4 separate regions of the Mus musculus genome follow, and all the other regions are linked to region 2. A link is a contact called in public promoter capture Hi-C data. All regions are on one chromosome and are shown on one strand. Each heading gives the region's core, a stretch centred on a gene start, on an enhancer-like site or on the middle of the called end of the contact. The rest is flanking DNA. Distances are from core to core; before and after follow the strand shown. Region 1 holds the start of Klf14 (Kruppel-like factor 14). Region 2 holds the start of Ccdc136 (coiled-coil domain containing 136). Region 3 holds the start of Cpa4 (carboxypeptidase A4). Region 4 holds the start of 1700012C14Rik (RIKEN cDNA 1700012C14 gene).

Evidence for each region. Promoter capture Hi-C pulls out the DNA fragments that hold promoters and counts their contacts. Capture Hi-C pulls out chosen DNA fragments and counts their contacts.
Region 1: a contact with region 2 is called in a promoter capture Hi-C map of liver, with 2.8 times the contacts expected there. The contact joins the promoter of Klf14 here to the promoter of Ccdc136 in region 2. A contact is called at or near these places in 5 of 39 promoter capture datasets (the C10 cell line, hematopoietic stem and progenitor cells, liver and 1 more) and 2 of 9 other capture datasets (adipose tissue and liver).
Region 3: a contact with region 2 is called in a promoter capture Hi-C map of liver, with 2.7 times the contacts expected there. The contact joins the promoter of Cpa4 here to the promoter of Ccdc136 in region 2. A contact is called at or near these places in 1 of 39 promoter capture datasets (liver) and 1 of 9 other capture datasets (liver).
Region 4: a promoter capture Hi-C map of liver shows a contact between it and region 2, with 2.1 times the contacts expected there. The contact joins the promoter of 1700012C14Rik here to the promoter of Ccdc136 in region 2. A contact is called at or near these places in 1 of 39 promoter capture datasets (liver) and 1 of 115 datasets of contacts at active chromatin or transcription factors (pancreatic cancer cells).

Annotation. Positions count from the first base shown.
Region 1 is chr6:30,956,873-30,963,004 of GRCm38.p6, forward strand. Klf14 (Kruppel-like factor 14) reads right to left here and starts at 2,118. Exons shown (of 1, transcript NM_001135093.1): 1 at 1-2,118. The coding sequence starts at 1,825. The coding sequence ends at 848.
Region 2 is chr6:29,391,661-29,398,685 of GRCm38.p6, forward strand. It overlaps Ccdc136 (coiled-coil domain containing 136), which reads left to right and starts at 4,915. Exons shown (of 18, transcript NM_001347071.1): 1 at 4,915-5,082; 2 at 5,819-5,926. The coding sequence starts at 5,025.
Region 3 is chr6:30,566,697-30,572,731 of GRCm38.p6, forward strand. Cpa4 (carboxypeptidase A4) reads left to right here and starts at 1,673. Exons shown (of 11, transcript NM_027926.3): 1 at 1,673-1,765. The coding sequence starts at 1,698.
Region 4 is chr6:30,458,091-30,464,732 of GRCm38.p6, forward strand. It overlaps 1700012C14Rik (RIKEN cDNA 1700012C14 gene), which reads left to right and starts at 2,895. Exons shown (of 2, transcript NR_131049.1): 1 at 2,895-3,039; 2 at 4,871-5,223.

The DNA.
Region 1 (6,132 bases), core at 868-3,367, 1.6 Mb after region 2:
GTGAAGGAGAAGCTATTTCAGACCAGCCTTTTCTCTCTTGTGCTGTTATGATTGTTTCCAAAATACTTAACCAATCTCTCCATAATCGTGAGCCAGAAAGTTACCACCCCTGAGAAGGAATTGAAAAAAAAAAAAAAAAAAAAGGTTACAATGCGAGTGCGGGGTTCAAAATTACGCTATAGGAACTGCAAGCAGACTCATACCACTCCCCAGGCACCAAAAAGCATCTCCCAGCCATACATCCACAAAGCAGAGGTAGCTGGGGCAATCGGGAGAGTCAAAGACATTAGCTTCCCATCAACCTGAATTTTTGTTTACAAGATACCGAAAATAAATTAGTAAACATTGCTGTTTACAGAAATAGAAATATTTTCTGTTTCCAAAGGCCTCTCTTCATCCAAATCTGGACATTTCCAAGGCTGCCACCCTGGACACCCTCTCCAAAGTCCGCCCTGGCCAATGGGTGAGACACCAGAGTCATTTGGAACTGGGAGATCCTCCAGCATCTCAGAATTCAGTTTTACATCTCTGGTGCCATGGAGGGAAGAAACTTCAGTACGCTGGAGAGTTCATCCCTTCTCAAAGGTTCCTGCAGGCTGTTTGGAAGAAACCGTTCATTTCAGAAGATGTTTGTGTTGCAGGACTTCCTGCTATCTTCTGGCTCCCAGTCCCTCTCCAGAGTCCGACAAGTTTGTCTGAACCCATCCCCAGTGCGGAGCAACCAGTCTGTACCTCGGTCTAATGACCCTGGAAAATAGGAATGGACAGAGAGAAGGCATGGACAACGGCCTGGGGGGCAGCGGGGGTGGGGGTTGTGCTTGAGGGAAAGATAGACAGCAAGACAGTCCTACAGGCAAGCAGTGAAGCTGGTCTCCTGGCCAGAAGAGGAGCTGGAGTCGGAACCAGAGCTTTCCACCATGGCTGGGGGTGGTGGCTCAGGGCGGGGAGTGCGACGACGACCTCGGTACTCGATCATGTCGGGATGGTAAGTTGGATGGCGACGAGCATGCTTGGTCAGGTGGTCGCTCCGAGAGAACTGCTTGGGACACAGCGGGCAGGAGAAGCGCTTTTCACCGGTGTGCGTCCTGTAGTGGCGGGCTAGCTCATCAGAACGCGTAAACTTCTTGTCGCAGTCGAGCCAATCACAGGAGAAGGGGCGTTCCCCCGTGTGGGTACGCTGGTGTGACTTGAGGTGCGACGACTTGTAGTAGGCCTTGTTGCAGCCATGGAAGGAGCACTGATGTCGCTTGGATGCGGGCGTAATCTGCCTCCTTCGGTACGTCGGGCCCGTTGATGGCGCAGGGCGGGCCCCTGGGGGCCCCTCGGGCACTTCTCCGCTGTCATCCGGCTCCTCTGAGGCCTCAGGCGCATCCAGGATAGCAGAATCACTGCAGGAGCTCTCGGCGTCAGAGAGCTCATCCTCGAAGAAGGCCTGGGTAGGCTCAGAGCCCCCAGTAGGGCTGGAGCACCAGGTCGGCTCGAAGCAGCTAGTTGAGGCACACGGAGCTTCTTCGGAGTCTTCCCTGAAGTCTTCCCGGGCACCACAGCTTAAATCAGCCAAAGCGCTCGCAGCCAGCAGGTGGGGCGCGCCATCGCCTTCTCCGGGGCTCGGGGTGGGGACCTGGAGGACTGGGGGTATCCACAGCACCCCCCGTGACCCGGTACCCTTCCCCGCCGACTCCCGAGACACTGCACCCACCTCGGAGACAGCCGCTGCGCTCGCGCCTTCGGGGTCCGTTGCGCGCCGGTGCAGCACGGCGCGGGTGGACATAGACACCAGGCACTCGGCAGCGAAGTAGTCCAGGCAAGCCACGGCGGCCGACATGCTGGCGGCGCCCGGTTGCGGGCGAGCGCCGTCCGAGCGCGGCCAGCCGCGGGCCGGAGAGTCCCCGGGAGCGTCCGTCCCGCCGCTTGGAGCCAGACGAGCTGGAAGCCGGTGCGCGCCGCTCGCCGCCCGCAGCCGCTGCTGCCGGAGCCGAGCCCGCCCCGCCTGACGCGCCCTGACGCACTGAAGCCTGCGGGGGTGGCGGGGACCCGCCCCGGCCCGAGGACACCCCTGGATCGCGCTGCCGCGCGGGCTATGGCATTCCCAGCAGCCTGGGAAATTATCTTGTCTGCGCTTTCTCTCCGCTGCTGGCGAGCCAGGTAATTTCAATGCGCGCAAGTCCCGGATCGCAACTTCTGGGCAGCCTGCCGGCCTCGCCCCCCTCGCCCCTGGTCTCTGGCCAGCTGGGTGTCAGGCAGAGTCCTAGAAACTTTTTTTTATCCTCTAAGGGGGAGGAGGGAGCGGCGAGGGAAAAAAAAGCGGCGCTAATACCTGACTTGTCTTTCGCTTCGCAAACGCGATCGCTGGCGAAGTGGGCTGCGATTGCGTTTGACTCGCGTCCACCGCTCACAGCTCAAATGGAAAATAGCCCCAAGTCTTCATCCAAAAGAAAACGGGGGCGAAACAAAGTTTTCTCATTTAGCAGTTCGGCTGTTAATGCAGGATCGGCAGCCTTGTCGCCAATAGATCACCGCGTAGCCATTAATTAATAGCGTTTTGAATCAGAAACGGTTTTAACCCTGGCGAGAGCAAAGAATCATCCCCGCTTGAAATAGAAACTTAAAATCCTTGAAGTAACGATTTAACTATTCAAGCAACGAAAGAAAAAAACGCACGTTTAAACTGCATTAACCTGTCACAGGCACACAAACAAATATCCACGCTGAAATATAAATTACAGACTAGCAGCGAGATAAACACATTAAAATGGACTCCCACAATTTTAATAATAGAAAGTCACGTTTCCAATTAGGCAACCTCTTCTAGTTCTCTTTTGACAAAAAAATTAAAATTAAGAATATGCAGCAAAATAGTATAGAATGCTCATCCAGTGGTTTATGACTGTGGGGGCTTTTTCTTTTTTATAATCAAATATGAATGATTTCTTTCACATGCCTTCACGGCTTTATTTGCCCCCCTTTTTATTTTTTAAAAATTAAAAACCCCACAGAAAATAAACAGGATGATTTCTAAATGTAGTGCTACCACGGTTTGGGATGTACATAGGCTTTACTTTTGTACTATTACGTTATGTGCACTTTATTTGCAATGCTTCACTATTTTTTTCTTTGGAAAAGTAAAATGATACACATGCTTCAAGAATAACATATGTCCATATACTTGATGATTAGAATAATCAAATATGATATTTTTGTCGTGTTTGCTTCAAATTTTAAATTTATATTAAGCATCCAGAGAGGGTAGAATGTCATTTCCCTCGTTTCTCTAGCACTGTTCGTTTTCTCCCTCGCTAATCAGTATCATAAAGGGTAAATTCTTCTAACATTTGCTGTGCTTTATTACACAGCTACCTAAGTATGTAAATAGACCCATGTATCTTTGTTAGTGTATTTTAAATGTGGGCAAGTGTTACTGTGCTGCACATGTCTCTTTGCAGCTTGCTTCTCCCAGCATGATTTGTGGGTTGATACCTGTAGAACTGACTGTCCATTTCAGCAGTTTTAAAATAGTATTGGCAGTTGTATTATTTTTAAAGAGACCCAATTCTAAAACGGATTCATTTTTGTTAAAGATACTGCCTCAAATTTTCAGATGCTGCAGCAATCCATACATGAACATTCTCTGAGAATGATTTAGTACCTGATTTTTCTTTTAAATTTATGCTTTAGAAAAACGTGTGGAGATATTTTAAAATGATGAGAGAATATAATACAAGTGTACCTGTCTGGTATAATTCATAAATGTTACTATTTTGTCATATCTGTTTTAGATCTTCTTTTTAAACTTTAACTAGTCATCATTTCTGATGAAATTCAAGTCCCCTCTGCCTCTCTGGCTGCACTCTCCAGCCTTCCCCCAAAGGCAAACTCTATCATGAATTTGGTATGCAACTTTGCAATTTAGGTTGCAGACTTTCAACTTTATATGAATTTATATGGAGATACTGCTTTTTAAAAATATATACACATGGTTTAAGACTGTATATATTATTCTTTAACTTGTTTCTTCCTTCTTGGTATGTTTTTGGGTGTTTTCCCCCTCCTAATCATGTTGGTGAATATAAATGCAGTTCACTCATTTTAATTGCTGCATTGTAGATCCATGCATATGAATGTGTCCTTTTTATTCATGGTCCTACTGATGAATGTTGAAGTTGTTGCCAATATTTTGGCATTGCTAGTGCATGTTTCTTTTGCACATATGCAAGAATTTCTCCAGTGTGTACCTAGGTGACGATTGCTAGGCAGCACTCATGTTTTGAGTCTTACTAGAAACTGCCAATGACGTTCCAATTTGCACACCCATCAGCAGCAGATGAGATGTCCTGTTTCCCTAACATGATGCTAAACCCATTCTAGAATCAGACTTATTTCTGCCAGTTGGCTTAAAAAGAAAATACCCAGTATCTTGTTATTTTATTTGAATTTCCCTCACTGCTAGTGAGGCTGGGCATTTTTCCATGTACTTATTGGCTGTTGAAGTTTCTGAGTCTGTGATTTGTTTTTTGTCAGCCTTTGCCATTTTTCCAATAGGCTACGTGCGCTTTTTATCTTTCATTCCTTGGACTTATGGTGTTTCATGTATATATATGTTGAACACATTGTCCCAATCTATAGTTCGTCTTTTAACTTTTGATGTTGCCTGTTTTACAGAGAACATAAAATATTGTTGTAGTCAATCCCTTAAAAAAAAAAAAAAAGAAACCCAAGAATCAAAAAACAGTTTTTGTTGTCTCTGTATCATTAAAGAAACAACCCACACCTGATGCGTGAAGACAGTGCTTACAGCTTTCTCTCTGACGTGTCCTTTCCACATGTGAAAATCTGGGTGTAAAGCAGGAATTGATTTCCGTCCTCTCTCCTCCACCAAGGATAGCCTGCTGTGACCTGATTTACTGAACAGCCATCATGTCCCTATTAATGTGTGATGCCACCATGATTGTAAATTAAATTTCCATATATTCATGGAAATGTTCCTAGTTTGTCCTTTTCCATGGGCCAAACCAATTCTGAGCCAAAGGCACACTCTTAATTACCATGCCTTGATAATAAGCCTTAATTATGACAGCTTGGTAATAACTCTTAATGTACAGGAGGGCTTGTCCCTCTTTGTTCCTTTACAACCACACTAACCATTTTTTTACACTTCACTCCTATACCAACTTTAGCATTAGCCCATCAAATTCTAAAGAAAAACTTTTTTTTTTTTTTTGGTATTTTGCTGAGTTAAATTTACAATTTATTTTGAGGAGCTGTGGCATCTCTATAAAGCCAAGTGATATTATTCTTATTCTTTCAAGCACCCTTCAATAACATGTTATAATTTGTTTGCAAAATACCTGTGCCTCTGTGCTAGATTTCCCTCCCCCTGCATCCCTCACAGCTTTTGTTGTTGTGACAGTGGGATAATTTTTCTATTAAAGATGTAGTTTGTTGATTGTTGCTTTTGAAAGGGCTAGTGAACTTGTTTAAAAGGCACACATTCTTATTAGTTGATTCTTAGATAGCTTTAGTATTTTTTCACGTAGATCATCATATTATCTGAAAATAACACCCTTGGCACCCTTTCTCCCTTACTCTCACTACACGAGCTGGGACCTCTAGGGCGGTCAGTGCTAATAAGCACACTCCCTTCCTTTCTGTCTCATTGAGAGTATGGCTAGTGTCCATCCTTGCTTATTTCATTTGCTGTGCATTTTTAAATAGAAATCCTTTACTAGGCTGGAGTAGTTTCTTCTATCCCAGTGGTGTTTAAAGTAGGAATATTTTGAAAAAAGAAACTGATATGGATACTGAAATTGTGTTATATGCTTTTCCTTAGATTGCTGAGGTGGTTATAGATTTTGTTGTTGGCATGTTCATGCAGCAGTTCACACTGATCGATTTTCTAATGCGAACCTGTTGAGTTGCTAAGATAAAACAGTGCCTTGCCATTATAGTTTTAATGCACTGCTTCAGGAAATCTATATTTTAAAAAATTTTAGCAATATATTCATTCACATGTGCAGGCTTAGAATTTCCCTTTTTTATGCTGTTCTTGAGCACTCTTTGATATCAGACTTAAATTACTGCTGCGAAAATTCATTTGGAAATTTTTCTTTTGTTTCCTATTTTCTCTGAAAGTTT
Region 2 (7,025 bases), core at 3,665-6,164:
AGTGAAGAGAAAGACCTTAAAATCACCCAGAAAGAAAAGTACCTAGTTGTTGTTGGTAGCTCTCTGTGTGTGTGTGTGTTATATAAGAGCCTGTCTCAAGAAGAGAGAGAGAGAGAGAGAGAAAGAAAGGGAGAGAGAGGAAGGAAAGAAAGAAAGAAAGAAAGAAAGAAAGAAAGAAAGAAAGAAAGAAAGAAAGAAAGAGAGGAAGGAAGGAAGGAAAGGGAGAAGGAAAAGAAAGAAAAGAGAAAAGAAAAAAAAAAAAAAACAGAGTGAATCTAAACCAATAGTATCCAGAAGGTGATGCTAGCAGACCACAGATAATGATGATGGTGACGAATCTGAGTGGGGTTAGAAACAAAGCTGAAACCAAAATACCAGCTTGAAATGTGGAGGACAGGGAAAGAAGAGTTGGAGTGTTCTACGCGGCTTCTATTTACTAGAAAAGCATGGTGACTTAAAGATCCAGGGAAATGGGTGCACAGCGGTGGCACCAACCTCTAATCAGAGGCAGAGACAGACAGATCTCTGTACATTTGAAACCAGCTTGGTCTACATAGTGGGCTCTAGGCTAACCAATGAGCTACACAGCTGCTTAGCTATACAGTGAGACCCTGTCTCCAAAGAGTGAGGGTGAAGAAAAATGTACAAGGAGACTACTAGCATATGCAGCTTTTGCACCACTGGGAGACAGGAAATAAAGAAGATAAATAAATCCACAATCAGTGGCATTTAATTGGCACCGCTACTTTACAGACTAACTTAGCAACACCTCTACTTTACAGACTAACTTAGCAACACCTCTACTTTACAGACTAACTTAGCAACAGTTAGTAAATTTAGAGGCACCTATTCCTTGTCCCAGAAATTCCCCTCTAGTTACTTGCCCTTGGAATGTCTGCCACAAGGGCCGGGAAGGCATATATAGAATTGCCAGTTGCAGCATTTACTTTGTTATAGAAAACTGCAAGGAGCCCAGATGCTCACTAGAGGATGAACAGAACTATGTAAAACACGGTGGATACGTAAAACTTTAAGGCTAGCTGATGAAAGTGGATTATGTAACACTTGACGGATGTTGAAACCACACAAATCAAAATTATGTAATTTTTTGTGACTTATATACATATAAAGTACAGCTTTCAAACCATGGGATTGTTCCTAGTGGTCAGGGTTGGGTTTTCGATATTTTAGGCTTCTACTTCAAATAAAGGCTGACACAGATTTGCAAAGTAGCAAGGAAATTTTATTCAAAAGGAAAGTAAACAGTATAAAGCAGGGAGAGACACAGAGTAGGGATCAGGGGTACACAGGGGTGAGAAACCGTTCACAGGCTCCAGTTATGACAGGAGGCATCTTGTTATGGTGTTCAAGAAAAGAAGTTTGGTTACTGAAGTGTATAAAGTTGTTCTCTCTTTTGATTAATAAATTAAGTCATATAATTATTTCTCACACATCTCCAATTTTAACCATTATACATAGGCTTAAGATGGCAATCAAGGAATTCTCCTTCAACGTTTACTCAGCGACACAGTTTTATCTTTATGTGGGCACACACCCCAAAACCATTTCAGGTTGGATCTGTTCTTCTGCTCTTTCTAATCAGATGCATTGGGAATATATTTGTCTTTTTAAAAAAATATTATTATTGTAAGCCTAGCCCTCAATGGCTGAAACATCTCTCCAACCTCTTTGGGAATACATTTGAATAAAAAAAAAAACTTGATAATTGTTAGAGATGAAGAAATTGAAACTATTGTTCAAAGAGTAGTGTACACGTAGCCTGATGTAGGCAGGGGCCTGAGGTGTGTGTTGTTTGAGGAGGGTTGTGTATACATTTACACACAGGTAAAGGCACTAGGCTGCCAAGGGCATCATTACAAGACAGAGGGAGTGTGCATAACTAAACCCAAACAGGGCCCCAAGTCGCTACACTATTCCCTGTCCTAACCTACTTCAAATTTGAATCAAATTTGGCCTGATATTAATTGTCCTGGAGAGATGGCTTAGTGAATAAGAGCACTGGCTGCTCTTCCAGAAGACCTGGGTTTGAGTCCCAGAATCCACATGGCAACTCACAATCATCTGTAACTCCCACTCCCAGGGGTCCAACGCCCTCTTCAGTCTCTTTGCACACTTCACACACGTGGTGCACAGATATAAATGCAGGCAAAATGCCAGCACATATGCAAATAAGTCATCTTGGAAATATAGTTGTAAAAAAGTAACATTACTGCTGGGAGAGGGAAAGTCAGTTTCCTTAAATGATCATAGCCCCCCAGGTGGGTGGTCCATACTCCAGGGCAGGCCCTGCTCCCAGGGTAGGAGGACAATACAAACTGGACTCCATTTAAAAAGAAAAGAAAAGAAATACAAGAAGACAACTCAAAGCTGGGGGTAGGGGAGTGAGGTGATGGTGAAGAGGGTGGGTGTGGGAGGAGTGGGGACTCAAATGCCTTCATAAAATTCTCAAAGAATTAGTGCAAATGTAAAATTTGTTTCAAAGTAAGATATAAACATGGCTGGGGATGTAGCAAGGCAGCAGAGCAGTTGTCTACTAGGCAAAAGGTCTGAGGTTCAATCCCCAGCATTGCAAGAAGAAAAAGATCTGAGCAGTCTGGTGTGCACAGGAGTGTTACACTAGTCTTTGGACTTTACTTTTCTGTATGTTGCAAATGCTCCTTTTAAAAATGCTTTAATGGTTACTCTGAGCGTCTAGAAATAAGGGTAAAGGGGGATAAATGGCTGCATCAGTCCTCAGAGGGGATGATCTCCTGGGATGGGATTGGGGGTAAGGCTGAGTCTTAAACCCTGGGGTTACAGGAGGATTAACCCAGATCATCCCTCTCAGCTGATCACCTGGGGGACACACCTGCCATGCCTGCCCTTCAGACACATCCCTGACAGCCCTGCCCCCCATAGCTGCTAAGCTCTTTCTTCCCTTCTGCTCCCTAACTTCACCCTCATCTCAACCCCATGCTGATCTGAATAGGGTTTGCCTCCCACTAATAGACTGGTTCTAGTCTCCCTTGAGCATTCCCTGAGATCAATGGTGAGTGATGGATCACCTGCACCCAGGAACCAGCTTAGTCCTAATGCTCAAGATCCAGGCTCTCCTAGAGAGAGCTCTGACTCCTGAATGTCACAACTGACCATGGCGACTGTCTTTCTGTTCACCCACTGCCAACTGCTAGCCTGACCTGCTGCTGAGACAGAACTGGAGGCTGCTGCGCTGGGCAGAACCACTGAGCTTCCAGAACACTTCCCTTTAGCTCCCCCCATGAGAGCTCATTTCATCATCTCTAAATATTGTACCTTGCTACCCAAGTCTGGCTTGATGATCTGCAAAATAGTAAGCTTGCCCGGAAGCTCTTCTCTGTGGCTGGATCACTGTAGCCATGGGTCTAAAGTGGGAGCTTGACCTCTGGGGAGAAGGTGAAAACAAATAATTCTTCATTTTTCTGATTATCAGGCTGGGGGTCGGGGGGAGGAATTACTACTGACTTCTGGACTTTTTTGTTTTGTTGGTTTTTGGTTTTTGAGACAGGGTTTCTCTGTGTAGCCTTGGCTGTCCTGGAACTAACTCGGTAGACCAGGCTGGCTTCTAAATCATATAGATCCGCCTGCCTCTGACTCCCAGGTGCTGGGATTAAAGGTGTGAGCCATCACTGCCTGGCAGACATCATTGTTAATAGGGAACGTGAGTTTAAATTCATGAGTTAAAAATCTGGGATAAATGATGAAGGCGTTGTTAACTTAGTCGGAAGCTCCATGTTACTCATTTACTCCATGAGTCAGGTACTTTGATACTGAAGATACAAAGATAACTAGGATACTTCCCAACCTTAACAGCAGGCAATACTCTGATGCTGCCCAGAGGGTCAGAAGAGCACAGCAGGAGAGTCTAAAAAAAGGAAGGGATGGGGTGTCTGGAGAGTAACTCTCAACACAATGCTGAAATTACTGATAAGCCTGAGATGTGCAGGGAATTGCTTCATTCCTGAGGAACATGGAGGGCTTGAGAGCCCAGTAGCCTGGGGAGTTGAACCCAGCCAAGCCATGCCCAAACTTTAGGAGTGAGAATACATGAGAAAGAACTGGTGTGAGGTACCAAGCTTAGAAATCTCTCCACGATTATAACTCGGGGAGCAGATTCCTGAGTATCCACTTCTGACCTAAATGAGACCTGCTGAGATGTCAAATCTGCCTCAAGACCAAGTTCATCTCTTGAATAAATAGATGAAAAGTTGAAAAAAAGCTTCGTGGTTTCCCACATTTCTTGTTACAGGGAACATCAATGATGCCCACACTGCACAGGTCACAGAGGGCGTGGCTCAAAGGGCTGGGAAGAAAGAGGGACTTGGTACACTGGGAGGAGAGCTCTGGCTGGGTGGGATTTCGGGGAAAGCAGTGATGTACCACCACCTAGCACTTGGCACATGCAGGTCTCAACTATCCGCCAGCCCTGCAGTAGCTCTGGGGCGCTTGAGGCTACCCGGAGGGATGGGTTCTGTGGACTGCGGGGATGGGGACGCTGGCTCTGTGTGGGAACCAAGGAAGTGCGCGTGTGTTTGCGCATCTGCAGGAAACAGTCCATCCCCCCCCACCCCCACCCCCCCCCCGGTTCTATCATCCGTCAAGACTAGCCCCTGAGGTCCCTAGGCGTGGCGGACCCAGGGTGGGTTCTGCAGCCAGAACCAAGCCATGCTAGCACTCCTTGGGCGCATCCTCAAGACCCGGTAGCTCACGTCCGCTTTTCAGGCGCAGCAGACCTGAAGCTGCCTCGGACGAGCCTGGGGCACTTTAGTGACGTGTTTTGAACCTCTTTTGCTGGTCCTCACTGGGTCTGGAGCCGGGGACTGGGGGAGGGTTTCCGGGCGGCCACAGGCGGGCACTCGCGTCAGGTGGCCAGGCCAGGCCCCGCCCTCTCGGCCCGCCCTCTCTCCTCCCTGCGCACCGGGCTCCCGGTCCCCGGCCCGGAGGCTGCGGCTTCTGCTCGGGAGGCGGCGGCGGCGGCGGGAGCAGCCATGGAGGCAGGCGGCGGGGCCGGCGCGGGAGCCGCGGGCTGGAGCTGCCCTGGCCCAGGTCAGAGCGGCCTCTCTCTCAGCTCCCTATGCTCCTTCCCCCTACGGCTCTCCTTCCTTCTGACCCCCAGGTGCTCCTGGTACTGAGTCGGCTCCCTTCACCCTGGCCTCCACCGGATACTGCTCTCCATCTTTCGACCTGGGTTGTCCCTTCCCAGCGGTCACTCCCCAAGCGCTCCCCAGTTAGTCTCTCCAGCCCGATTGTGTTTCCAGCTCACGAGGGGGGCGGGGGAGTTGTCTCTAGAGCCTGCACCCTTCTAGTTCATCAAAGCTCTTGACCACCGGGAGAGGGTGGGGTGGGCGAGGTTTGGTGAGGGAGGGAAGGGGAGAGAAAGAGAAACGGCCTAGTTTAGAGCCCCTTCTCTCCTCTCCTGAGCCGGCCACCCCTCCCTTCTCTGCTTTGCTATATAGGATCCTCCCAAAACCTTCTTTCCTAGTTCCCACCCTACCCCTCTTCTTATGCCCCAAGCTAAACAAACACTCACCCTCTTCTGTCTGAGCGAGGGAGAGGAGCCGGGAACAGGGGTGCTGAGGTTGGGCCGCGCCGGACTGGGGTCCCCTCCATAGGCATGAGAGGTGGCTGAGGGAATAGAATCACAGAGCTGGGCAGAGTGAGTCAGGCTTCTCCAGTGTGATTGCAAATTCCGGGGCTCCCATATAAGAATGCACGTCCCTTTCTTTCCCCTCAGCCCCAGGCCCCTCTATTCCTACAGTTCTTACTTTCTCCCGGCTCACAGGACCCACAGTAACCACTTTAGGCTCCTATGAGGTATCTGAGGGTTGTGAGAGGAAGAAAGGCCAACGCTGGGGGTCTCTGGAGCGCCGTGGGATGCAAGCTATGGACGGTGAGTTTTCTGAAAAAGGCTTTCTATCGCCCTACTCCGTAGCTCCCTTCTTCCTTCCCTGACCCCAGAACTCTGAGCCAGAACAGGGCCCTCCCCTCACTTCATCTCAGGCCCCTCCTCCCTGGTGGCTGAGCTCCAAGCCTCCCCTGGGCTCAGGCATTGTGGGAAGTTTGGGCACATCCCTTTGGGGCGCCAATCACCCAGCTAACCAGGTTGTGTGTCCCGGGAAGCTGCCAGACAGAGAGAGGCCCTGCTCAACCCAGCCTGGAAACAGGCTTTCGGCAGGGGGCTTGTTCTTCTCACTGCCTGCTGACCCAGATCCCAAGCTGTCTCTTATTTTTAAAAGCCAGGACATGGGCATGAGAACTGTCTATCTGATGCCACCACCGTCAACTCTGAATGGAACCCTGCAGCTTTAGTAAGAACGTGCTTAGGAGAGGGCTAGATGGAGTCTATTTCCCAACAGCACTCGCGTGTAACAGGGCAGGCAGTACCAACACATTATCCAGGACTTCTTGTGAAGTGTCCCCAGGCCCCTCTGTAGTTCAGCACAGGCCTTCCCTAGAGACTAGATGACATAAGGGGTCTCAGATGAACCGTATGCTGTTGGTGTTAGAAAAGGGAAGGAAGGCCAGAGACCCAGGATTAAAAACAAAGCAATCCCTACCAAGACAAGATTGCATTGCAGTGAAGAAGAAGAAGGAGAAAAAAAAGGTGTTCAGGAGTCTGAACATGAGGACCAGTACCAAATTAGTTTTTCAAATGTGTCAACAGGACTGGAGAGATGGCTTAGCAATTGATCAGTTCCCGGCACCCACATCGCAGCCCACAGCTGTCTGTGACTCCAGTCTTAGAAGCTCTAATACCCTCTTCTGACCTGAAAGGGCATTGCCCTCCCATGATGGACAGACACACATGCAGGGAGAGCACCCGTATGCAGTAAATAAATAAATGAGTGGTTTAGAAGAGTGTGTTAAGATGGCAGACTTTCTTTGAGATGAGTTCAGCCTGACAACTCTCAACATCAACTTGGGTCAGAAGGAAAGAGATGATCCTTGTGGTACCCAACAGGGAAACAACAGGTGTAGAAAAACCTCAA
Region 3 (6,035 bases), core at 423-2,922, 1.2 Mb after region 2:
ACTTTTGATGATAAGTCCTTGACCAACCTCCATCATGATTCCTCTGAGGGCAGCTTAGCAATCATCCCCCTCTCTTAGTGCTCCCTCTTTGTAATTTTCCATCGACGGATCCCCTTATCCTATTGTCCCGGTTGCATTTGGCCTGGAGACTAAACTAAACCTCCTACTGCTGTAGTCATGAGCTCTCTGACAATGATCTTTAGTAAAGTCTTTCTCAATGTTTTAACAAGTGTCAGAAGAGATTCCAACACTCCCAGCCAGGATCTCCAGTTCTGTGTACCTGCCCTTCAGCAGGTGTGGAAAGAGTGCAGACAGCGGGAGGGAAGCAGGGAGCTGATGGTGGCACACACCTTAAACAGAGGCAGAGGCAGAAGGATCTCTGTGAGTTTGAATCCAGCCTGGTCTATATAGCAAGTTCCAGAACTGCTAATACTACAGAGAGACCCTGTTTTAACAGGAAGGAAGGAAGGAAGGAAGGAAGGAAGGAAGGAAGGAAGGAAGGAAGGAAGGGAGGGAAGGAGGGAGAGAAAGGAAGGAAGGAAGAAAGAAAGAAAGAAGGAAAGAGAGAGAGAGAGAGAGAGAGAGAGAGAGAGAGAAAGAAAGAAAGAAAGAAAGAAAGAAAGAAAGAAAGAAAGAAAGAAAGAAAGAAAGAAAAGAAAAGAAGAAAAAAAGAAGGAAACAAAGAGACCTGGACTTATTAGTCCAGCACTTGGAATGTTGAAGCAAGAGGATTGTGAGTTCAAGGCTAACCTGGGATACAAAATGAGCTCATGTGTCAAAAATAAAATAAATAGAAACCTTGGGACCGGACAGATGACTCTTTCAGAGGACCCAGGTCTGATTCCCAGCATACATATGGTGGCTTAGCACTGCCTGTATCTCGGTTCTAGGGGACATGATGGAGCCCGGTGCTCTCTTCTGACCTTCAAAGATACCTGCATGTGCATGGTATTTATAAACTCACACAAGCACACAAAAATACACATAAAGATAGTACAATTTAAAACATAAATACAAAACAAGTATCATTAAGCCTTCTCTGTCATTCAGATCTCAAGGAAAACTTAATTTATTCAGCATAACACATCCTTTCTATATTGTTCACCACCCATATTTATCTTTTTTAATGGAATCCTAAAATATCAGGCCTTAGACCCAGAAAGGCGGCCATCAGCTCTCCTCTGTATGATCTGCTTTTGTTGAACTCTCTGATCAGGTTTCTCAAGAGTGCAGCCTTGGAGTTGGCTTAAGGTTGCTTGATAGTCTTCACTTTCAAAAATGGTTTTATTACTCTAGAGGTAACTTCATCCCAGGTTTACAATCTGGCTTCTCCTATCTATGAATTCCAACCAGCAGTGTGGGGATATTTCCCTTTTCTCAAACACACACACACACACACACACACACACACACACACACACCCCACACACAAAATCACCACTGAGATGCCAAGTGATGAACAATGAGGCATCCTGGGTAAGACATTCCCAGCCTGCGGAGCAAGTTCCTGCCTTGCAAATGGAAAGGCTGGGCCTTCATCACTGGAAAGGAATGGAGGAGGCCCTGGCTGGTGCTGCCTTGTCAGAGCTGGAAGGGTGCTGAAGAACCACATTAGCATTTCTGAGAACATGAATCTGCCTCGGGTTCCTTATAAATACTGCTTGACTCAGTCAGTATGTGACTGGCGCCCTTGAGACATGAAGTGGCTACTGTTCTTTGGGGCCCTGATTGGGGCAGGCATCTGCGGCCGAGATAAATTCTTTGGGTGAGTTCTTTTTGAACTTTATTAGCATTTAGTTATTTCACCAACTTGGGAGCCAAATGAATTATACTTTAGGTGGTAGGGCTGGGCTTATATCTCCTCTGTCCCACTGTCCTGGACCAGCCACTTCTCTCTGAAACCTGACTTCTCCTGTGAAATCAAAGCTGGTGGTCTCCACAGATCCTCCCCAGCTCCTTAACCTCCAGCTAATTTTGTATCTTCTTCCTTCTTTCTAAGGCCAATCCTCTATCTCACCTCTTCCTACACCATTAATTCGGAAGAATGGTCAGAAAGGCTTTGGCAGTTTCTGCCCGGTTTAAAGGGAATAGCTGGGTTCTCAGGCTTTGGGGACAGATAGTCTCTATCATTGGTGAAACCTGTGTATAGCTGGTGCATTCCACAGGCTTCTGGAACAAGGAGATCCAATAGGTCATGTCTAGCTGTAGCTACAGAACTGTACCCCGGGACTCTGTGTGCCTGTGCGTGCATAGGCTCACATGCTCCATGCAGACACTGTGGAGTTGGTGAGGGACAGGAAGTCAGAGAGGCAGGGGTGATGACAGGGATGCTCTGGTACCACCGTAGAAGACTGTGATAGAATAATCCATCACCGCATAACATTTTGCCTTTTGCAAAGAGCTTTCACGTGCCTTGTCTTGTGGATCATGTAAGAGCTCTGTCAGGCAAGGGTGTTATTTTCCTTAATTTAAACATGAAAAAAAAAAAAACCCAAAAACCCAGCCTTAAAAAAGGTTAAGGAAGCTGCCCAAAGCTACTTAGCTGGTCAGCACGGAAGCTGGAATGCTGACTGCAAGGCTCATACCCCTTTTCTGTAACACAAGCCAATCAAATGGAATCTTCTATCTCACCGGTCTACCCGTATATGCGAGTTTATGCTCTACTGTGTTGTCTGGTTAAAGGGACTCGAGGACTGTTTATTGAAGCAATTACTTACATGAGATGGAGTAATTTTTATGGGGATGATGGTTCATACCTGTCTCCGCTGCCAAATAGCTTGGAGGGGTTAGGCGTAGCAGGTGTCCAAGGAGTAAGATTTTTCCGCAGGCAGCTCAGCGGTAGGTGTGTCATAACTACACTTGCTGCTGTGTGGGCTGACGAATGGAGCTGTCAGGCTCCCACTGCAGCTCTTCATGTGGCTGGAAAATCTCTATTTTTCAGGATACAGACCTCTCTTGTGATACAGTGGGCACCTTCACTGAGACAGTGGGGCTGGGTCCCAGAGTATTCGCTGCAGGACCCGTGCATCTAAAGGGCTGTGTGATGGGGCTGATTGCAAATGGTTTTAATGAACAGTGCTATGCCATCTCCAAGTCTGGTCTTTTCTAACAGCAGTAAATTCAGTAAAGGTTGAGGACTCTCTGCTGGGATCCATGTCCTGGTTGCCCAGTTCAGTGAATATAGAGAGCACAGAGGATCTGGCCTCTGGCCTCTGAGTGGTTGGGAAGCCAGGCTGGAGATGGGCTAACGGACACAAAGCTGGTGGTATTTTCTCACTGTTCTATCTCATGCCCTTGAACCTTGTTGTCCTAGTTCCCTGGTCTCTCTTGTTCTGCTGTTATCCTCTGCCCTAGTCTTCAGATGTCTTAAGGATGAGGCAACTGCCAGGATACATGGAGGTGCTGGGTGGGTGGAGAGTATGAAGCAGTTGTAGAACTGGTTGTAGCATCAGTGGTAGCCGGCAAGCATCCCAGTGTTTCTCAGGGCGTCTCTCAATGCTATCAGTCATAGCTGCTAAGCCTGGACAGGAATGTGGTGAGTGGTACAGAGGACTGACCACTTGGCTGTCTTCCTGGTACTAGGGGGAGGGAGAGAAGCTTAGTCATCAAAGCAATTATTGATTGTCCTGAGTATGGGACAGGTGTGAGGATGCGTGAATAGACGTCACCAATCCCGATGCTAAAGGCATCTTGGTGTACTGGGAGAGAGCCAGAAGAGCTGTTAACGTAACCATTCAGAGCAGGAGGAGCAGACAAGCACCTGCAAATCCCAACCTTTCCTCCCCTTCACTCAGGACAGTTTCCTATCTCCAAAAAGAGCTCAAGGTCAAGATCTTTGAATGGAATTCCAGCTAGGGCAGATGGGGTGTGCTCAACCATCTGCACCGTCATGTGCTGGAGAAGGTATTTTCCAAGCAGAGATAAGGTCAATGAAGACAAGAGGAAGATTGCTCCGTGTATGGCACCTACTCTGCTTTTAGACACCACTATGCTAATGTTCACAAGAATAATTAATGGTAGACCCCGCTCTACCATCGCTGCCCCTTGTTAGTGCTATTGTGTCTGGCTTTGCTAGAGGAAGCCTCTTGAGTGACATGAGCATGTCTTAAGATTAGATGGGAGAACACCCGGCACTTAAGGCCTGGGATTGCAAACAGAGGGAGCACAAAGGCAATAGCTTGGAACGAACATGAAATTTCAGGGGAGCTTGAACCAAGAAGGTGTACAGAGGTGGCGGGGGAGGGGGGGTGAGAAGGTGCTCTGCTCCACACCAGATCTTCTGCGTTGACTCTTCCTGAACACTGCAGATGTTTGTGCCTTTGACCTGTGTAGCTTGGCTGATTGGGACATGATAGAATGGACTGTGAGCTTAGTCCTCTCCAGGGCCAGTAAAGACACTGTGTTCCATGGTGACAGTGCCATGTTGGAGAAAGGAAGGGGCACACACACACTTTGTAGCATGGGATGAATGTGTTGTCTGCTCTTTGTCTAGAGTCTCCATTGGTCCTGTTCCTTCTCCATCCCTACTCGCTCTCTGTGACTCCTCTAGCCAGTGCCATGTTGCAAAGGCCGGCTTTATTTTCCCACCCAAGATATTAAGCCTTTTAGCATGCTCATTGAAAAAAATAATTTGTTTTTAATATGTATATTGATGTGTGTGTATGTGCATGTGAGCACGGGTGTCCAAGGAGGCTCAAGGCATTGGACCCCCTGGAAGTGGAGTTACAGGCAGTTGTGAGCCAGCCAATATGGCATCTGAGAACCTAACTTGGGTCCTTTGCAAAGGCAGTGATGATCTTAAGAGTTAAACTGTTTCTCTGGCTCACAATTGCTTGTAACTCCAGTTCCAGGGGGTCCAATGCCTTGAGCCTCTTTGGACACTCATGCTCATATGCACAGACACACACATGCACATACATGTGTATGCCCAGCAGGCCCGTTGTAAAGACACTCCTTTTTTCTGGAGTATTAGGGACAGGTGGTTACAGAGCATGCATTTGTCAAACTGGTCTTTGTCCTCAGAATGGTTTACCCTCCACCAAACCCTCTTCAAGGTCCCTTGTCTGTGACAGAAATGACAGTTAGACAGCCCACCTTCTCCAAGCTGTAATCCAGCTGTTTGCATACCCAGTTTTGTGTTAGTCAGCTTTCTGTTGTCGTAACAAAATACTCGAAGCTGGGTGCGTTACTTTTTTTCTGCTGCTGTGCTGAAATAGTCTGACAAAAGGAATTTAAGGGAGAAAGGACTTATTTTGGCTTACAGTTTAAGATGTAGTCCATCATAATGGAATGTTGCATTGTATCCTTCGAAGGCATAGAGGCATACATGTGCCTAGATACATTTCTATTTTTACCCAGTCCAGGTCCCAAGCCCAGCAGGTGAGGCCACCCTTCTTCTCACTAGTCTATAGTTCCTCACAAGTGTGCCCAGGAGCTTGTCTCCTAGGTTTTTTTAAGTCCTGTCAGGCTGATAATTATCATTAACCATCACACTGGGAAGCATACACAGAAAAAAAAAAGATATTTATTTCATTCATAGCTTTGAAAGACCCTGTCTATTCTGCCTTTGGTGAGCACGGCTCCTGTATAGGGCATTATAGAGAGAACATGCGTGTGACGTGGAGACCTTGTAGCAAGATAGATGCCAGAGAGACTCGGGTGACTTGCCCACCTTTTAAACCTTCTTTCATAGGATCTGACTCTACAAAACAACTTCCGAGGACCCACTAAACCCCACGTCTGAAAGCATCCTCCCTTTGAATGCAGCCTTTCAACTGGAGGTCAGACTTCCGGGGCCTGAACTCTTGGAGCATGTTCAAGGCTTATCTAAACCATAGCAGTTCAATGAGGACTTGTCAGATCAGGTCTCCTTTAGGGCCTTCCCCGGGCTTCATGGGAGGCTGTTAGCTGCCTACCTCAAGGTCCCTGGTGGGAGAGCCAGGGAGAAAGGATGCGCTTCTAGGATCCTGGGATCTTATCCAGTCCAGCCACCTGTGCTGAGAATAGCCCTGGGCAGTGGGCCTTGTCTTTTTAGG
Region 4 (6,642 bases), core at 1,645-4,144, 1.1 Mb after region 2:
TTAGAGGCCTGCACCACCACGCCTGGCCCATAAAGTGGTATCTTAACAAATCTCAGTTCTGTATCAACTGGGTTAAGGATTTGGGGACCCCTGTCTCGTAGCTGCTCACTTTCTTCCTTGTGCCTAATTGTCCAGCAGAGAACTGTTGAGCCAAGGCCGGGATGAACAGTGCTTGTCCTGGCCCTGTCACCTTGATGTGAGAATGACAGTCTGATCAAACAGACTCGTCCCTTCCCTCCCTCGAGAGCACTGAAATACGAGTAAAATGGTGCCAGTGTTATTCTTCCTCAAGTGGACTAATAGTGTCTCCGAGACCTCTGTGCGGCTTTAGTGGCCGTGGAGAGTGCTCAGATTGGTGCTAATGGTCCCAGTCATGGCTGCTCTCTAGAGCTGGGAGGTCTCAGATTAAGACAACCATTAGGTAACATTTTAATTAGAGATAAAAAGAATAGTGTCTAAAACAAACAAACAAACAAACAAACAAACAAACAAACAAACAAAGGCATCAGTGTCTAGACTACTTAGTCCAGTAGTGTTGAGACTGACGTGGAGGCTGGGGATATAGCTAGGTGGCAGCAAACCTGCCTAGCCTGTGACATTCGAGGGAGGCCTGGGCTGAACTGCTGGCATCTCCCTCTCCTTACAAAACAGAAACCAAACAACTTGTCTTTCTAGATAGTGTGAAAATAGCTTTTCTCACTAAGTCTGTAGTTGGAATGATTCAAAGGATACAACTGTGAAGTTCCCCACTCGTTCACACGCAGCCTGACTGGTATCTGGGAACCTTTAAGAGCCAGCTCTAGAGAGGAACAAATGAAGGGGGAGAAGGTTTGGGGAAAAAAGCAATCTGTTGTTCTAAGTGTCTTATTGTGTTGCGGGAAATGTGTTCCTTGCTATCTTGTCCCTTTATAACATCAAGCAAGAGTATTATTGTACCTCTTTTTCTTCTCCATAGTTGGGTGAAAAGAGGTGGGCGGGGGTGGACCTTATTCCCAGGAGACCCTGCAGATTAGCCATATTCTGATTCACCAAGGTTGGGACAGCCCAGCCTGACACACAGAAATGAGGTCTCTCGGCTCGGCTCAGGCAGCAGCCAGGCAGGCGGGAAGGGCCTGTCCAGTTTGGCTCCTCAGCCCAGCTCTAGGGTTGGTGAAGAGAGGACACAGACAGCGGCACACGCTGGCCACTTACTATTCTTGGCACTCAACACCAAGCCAGGATCCTCACAGCGGTTGCATCTGTGAAATACATCAAGTGTCAGTGTGTGTCACCTCAGAAGGGACGGGCAGATCAGTTCATCTTTTATGAACCATCTCACTAAAGCTACCAAGAGTCTGGGCCTCAGAAGGTTCTAAGACTGCAAGGCCCACTTTCTCTCCCTGCAGGGTAGCAGAGCCATATCTGCCACGTGCTGCAGTCAGGCGTCACTCTGTCCACTTTCTGCTTAGCTAATTTGTGCTGGAGCCGGCGTGGTGGTGCACCCTCGTTTTTTCATCCCAGCATTTCGGCGGAGGCAGGTGGACCTGTGAGTTTGAGGCTAGCCTGGTCTATATACACTGAGTTTCAGGCCAACCAGGGCTTCTTAAAACAAAATCAGAAACCAAACAAAAACATTGTGTTGGGATGCGGGAGGATAAGCCAAGGGCCACCAAAGTGTTCTTGCCAAGGGAGTTACCAGCTCTCCCAATGCCAGAGGAAGGGTCTCCTTGGTAAGAACTCTCACTGCACCGATAAAGGACCAGACCCTTCCCCAGGTGGGCGGGGCTCCGCGGAGCCGCAGTGCAGCACGATGAAGCCTGTGCCTGGGACGGGAAGCTGCTCTGGAAGCGAGCGCCAAGTCCCCCAGGTGCCACCGCCAGTCACTTGTCCCGGCAAAGCTCCCAGTGTCCACATAGATGCGGAGCCAGGTCAGGATTTTTCGAATGTAAAATGGCCTCGTGCTTCGCGGAGAAGCTGCCCAGGGTGGGTTCTCTGCCGCCCCCTGGCGAGCAGCGCTGGTCCTGGTCGTGGGCACCGCGACTAGCAGCGGCCGGTGCCCACGCTAACTGTGCATCTAGTGGGTACGCAACCGGCTGGGATGCCACCGGGGCACAACCTTGTATTCAGGCTGATAGCACCCGGAGGCAGGGCTTCTACCCAGCAAACCGGTTAGAGGAATCAGGTACTGAGAATAGAGTACTTTAGCTCAAGGCTCAGAGGAGCACAAAGAGCTAGAAAGCTTTTCAGGGACAGCACCCACCACCTCCTGGTGGCTTCTGGAAGGGGAGGAAGCCTACGAAAGAAACCAGAAAAACTGCAGGAGACTTGGAAAGTTAGGGCGAGGAGAGGCGGTGCTCAGAAGGCACTGATATATAATCGCGCTCCAAGGCAGTTAGTTGGGAAATTTTAAGTTCGAGGCTACGACAATGATCTTTTTGGTAAATAGGGTGAGGCCACTTTGGCCAGGGCACTCAAGAGTACATATACAGAGCAAGGCCTGGCCTTCAGCTCCCATCTCTTTATCCTGGGGTGGGGAGCCAACCTGAGCACAGCAGTCACCCTGGGGCAGCACCTCCAGAGGATGCACTGGAGGCCAAACTCTGGCCTTGAGGGAGACAGGTCCACTTGGAATTAGGACGGGGTACCACGGGTGTAGGACCTTCTCCACTAAAGCTTCGCAGGATGAGGATCCTCCCTCCCTCCCTGCCTTCCACAGCCCAGTGTGGCAAGAGGGGCCTAGGGCTGCGGGGGAGAGAACCACTCCAAACCGGAATGATCTGGTTTAAGGCAAGCTGATTCTCCCTCCGCTCTCCCCCGCCCTCCCTTCTCCTCCTGCGACAGGCTGCTTTTTGTCGCAGTCCCCTGACCAAGGTAAACAGGAGGGAGGAAAGAAAGCTCTGTTTCCATGGCAACCTAGAGGGCGGTCGATTTGGCTCTCTCGGAAGTGCTTGTATGAAGGGGAAAAGAGGCCTCACTGGAAAAGCAACAGGGAGGAAAGATCCTAGCCGCGTTCCTGATGGGGGTTATTCTGGAAGGTGATGTGGGCCTGGAGTAGGAGAGGTGAGGGGCCTGGCACCCTCAAGTGAGGTGGCAGATGGAGCCCGGGACCTGGATACTCCAGGGGCTGGATTCACACCAGAAATGCCACCATCAACCTGGGAAGTATCAAACAGGTGCCAGAGCTCTCCGGGCACATGCTTAAACCCTCACGCCTTGCTAGCCCAGTCCAGAAAAGCTTCCATGGCCGCTCGCTCTGCTAAGCCACGGGGATAAGCCCGGCTCAGTCACCAGGATGAGACTCAGGGCCAAAGACAGGTTCTGTCTGAAAGACTCCCCACCCAGTTCTTGGAGAGTGAGCTAAGAGAGCGCTCCTCCCCTGAGAGTAAGGCTCCAGCATCCTTTCTCCTCCAGACTGGCCCAGCTCCTGTGTGGCACCATGAGAAGAACAGAGTAACCCCAGCATGGGTTGATGGGTGTGGGTCACCATCTCCTGAAGGAGGAGGACTGTCCTGTCACTCTTCAGAGGTCAGCTGAAGTCCTCACTAACCAGATAATTACCACACACTGAGACTTTTCTGAGGAGCACCCTGAGAGGGCCAGTAGCCTCTCAGGGTTCCTATCAGCGTCCTCATAAACTCCTTCTGTCCCGGCTTGGGGAAGATAAGGCAGCTTGCCTTGTCTTTAGCTATCATCTGAATAGCCCGGCCAGGAGAAAAAAGACAGAAGCTATGGGTTGGTCTTCTTCTGACCCCAGGGACGCAGCAGTAGAGACAGGGACTATGTGGAATCTGTATGAGGTATCTTGGTTTCCTCAGGCCACACGGTGACTCCTGGCAGTGAGGCTTCCAAGATTTGGAAATCCCAGCTCCGGAGCCTTTCCCTGGAGCCAGTGGAAGCACCTGATCTGTCGGGGGGGGGGGGGCTGGGGGGGGGGGAGATACCTTTCAGACCAGAACAAGGCAACAGATGGACGCGTTTTCCTTGTAAGATGCCCAGAAAGGCCACATCTCAGCTCTTTCCATGGCGTGGGGATTCCAAAGCTACCTGACCTTGGTGTCTTGCCACGATGCTCCCTTTAGTCCAGCCATGGTGCCGCTCCTTGGATGATGAAGTGTGTTGTTGGGGGCCTTGGCACCAGTGGCTCGCTCTTCCTCCTGCGTTTCTGTGGGTCTGTCCTCCATCTCCGGTTCTCTATTCAAATATCATCTCAGTGAGGAAGAGTCAAAGCTAGGGTCCCACTAGGAAGACTCCAAGGCCTTTGCCCTGACCCTTCTACCGGCTCTGTCCCCTTCCCATCTCCCCCATGGTCATAGAGTTTACTGCCTGTTTGTTCCACCATCAGGAGGACAGGAGCTGACTCTATCTTGTTCATTCCATAGTCCTTAGAGCCTGGAACAAAGTAGGTGTTCAATAAACACTTTCAGCTAGCTGGATAGCTAGGGGCCTGGGTTCAGAAGGCGGGGGCCCTCCACCTGTCCTGCAATCTGTAGAGGCCTGTGGTGCCTGCTACCTCCTACAAGCTGCAGAGCAATGTGACACACTTCCAGTGAGGCCCGCAGAGGGATCCAGTGTGTAGCCACTATGTAGGAAAGAAGCGAACAGTAGAAGGGGATGCTGCACTCAGATAGATAGGCTGGGTCACTGCAGCCAGGCTGTAGGAGGCATGGTTGATAACATCTAAAGTAGGATTGGAGTGATTCAAGTCAGCCTGAGGCCCAGGACCCTGCCCGTCGGGCATAGCAGAGGAAGACAACAGCCCAAGCATCTTCTCTCTGCCTCTGCCTTCTGCCTTCTGGGCACTGGGAGGAGCTGCTGGGGGTGGGGAGAAGAGGCACGACTAGAAGGCCTCTTCTAAGACCTCTAAGAACTGCACATCTCTTCTTTCCGACAGGGAGCCTCGGCAGCTGTGACTGGCGTTCTGCATGCCTCTCTGCTTCCTGAGGCTACTCACTTCCTTGCTTGCATGTGGCCACAGTGGCAAGTTCCAACAGTTTCTTCAGTCAACGACCCCTCCCTCCCGACTTTGCAGTTTGAGTCACCTTCAATTTCCTGCCTGCCTGCCCCTTCCCTGATTGACCTGATAAATCCAGGACAGCTTTTATTGCTTTTGGCAAAACATTGCCATTAAGATTTACGGAGCCAAAAGCTGGTACAATGTAATCTTCAGAGTAATTTACACAGTGAGTTTCAAAAGATGAAAAGTTAGCGTTTCCGAGGTAATTTCATAAAAAGGATTATCAGATTAATCACTGTGTCGATTTAATCGTGGTTTCTAAAATAATTAATTAGCCTGCTTGAAGTCAGCCATGCAAAGAGGACCCCAGAAGGAATACAAATGGCCGTGTCAGATGTAAGTATGTTTGGGGCACTAGATCTGGAGAGAATTCCTGCTGAAATTACCTCGGGAGAGAGTCTGGTATGTGTGCCCTGGCTTAGAGATAAGATAAGGAAATGAAGTGTGGTCTGGTGGCACGTCCCTGTCCTCCTAGCACTTAGGAGGAGGATCATAAGTTTAAAGGCAGCTTTACAGTGAGCTCAAGGCTAACCTGGGCTACACAGTGAGACCCTGTTTCAAATAAATAAGTAAATAACTGAAAGCAGGCAGAGTTCCGAGTCTTGGGGACGGCCTTCGGATATGACTGCCGCATGCCATGTGTGGAATTGCCTGGTGACACCTGGAAAATGTGTCCAAGCAAGCCACGTCTGAGTGTTGACAGGCTGCCGTGATGGTAGATCCAGGTGTGAATTGCAGCCGGCTCATGAAATTACCTGTGAGTGTGCTGAGATGGAATGGAGTCAGCTGGGCTAGTCCTAAACATGGTTCATATGGTGCCCGGACCAGCACAGCTCCGACTCACTCGTACACTTCGGAGCAAGGCTATGCATGTTCTTTTTTTTGGGGGGGGGAGGAGGGGAGGTTGAGAAAGGGTCCCCTGGGTCTCTTTGCCCTGGCTGTCCTGGAACTCACTTTGTAGACCAGGCTGGCCTGGAACTCAGAAATTTGTCTGCCTCTGCCTCCCGAGTGCAGGGATTAAAGGCATTGCGCCACCACGCCCGGCTCTATGCATGTTCTTAGTTAAGTCACCAAATAGCGTTCTCTTCATCTTCCTTGCCACGCCCCCGAAAACTGTCCGAGACCTAACCTACAGCACCTCTCTGAACATGGCCAGCCCAGGTGCCCTAGCTGACCTCCAGAGCAGTCTGTCAGGGATAGTGCTCTCCTCTGAAACCTCTTCTTCACACCTCACAGATTGGCTTCCCCAGCCTGTGTAGCCTGTGGTGTTCCTTGGGGGAAAGGACAACCAGAGAAAGGGCACTTGACGGTGTATCCAACCTGGGAGGGGTCTGAGGAGGCAGCCAGGAGAGGGTAGCCAAGGGGCTCAGAGCCACAGAGAATCAGGCCCTCAGTAGGGAGGTTGAATTCAGACAGTGGCTTCTTCCCGCACAGCCCCCTGGGGAAGAAGAGAATAAGCCATTCTTTCCCTCACAGCACTTCTGAGAGCAGCGCTGAGCCACCCTGCTCAGTGCTCCCTGATGTCAGTCCTTTGCTACTCTTCCCTAAGGATGGAGCAAAGGACGGCAAGGGCTAGGCTGTCCCGTCGGGTGGGGAGCTGCTTGTGTCCCCAACAGAGTTGCCCTCTCAGGTCTAGGCACCTGTGTTCC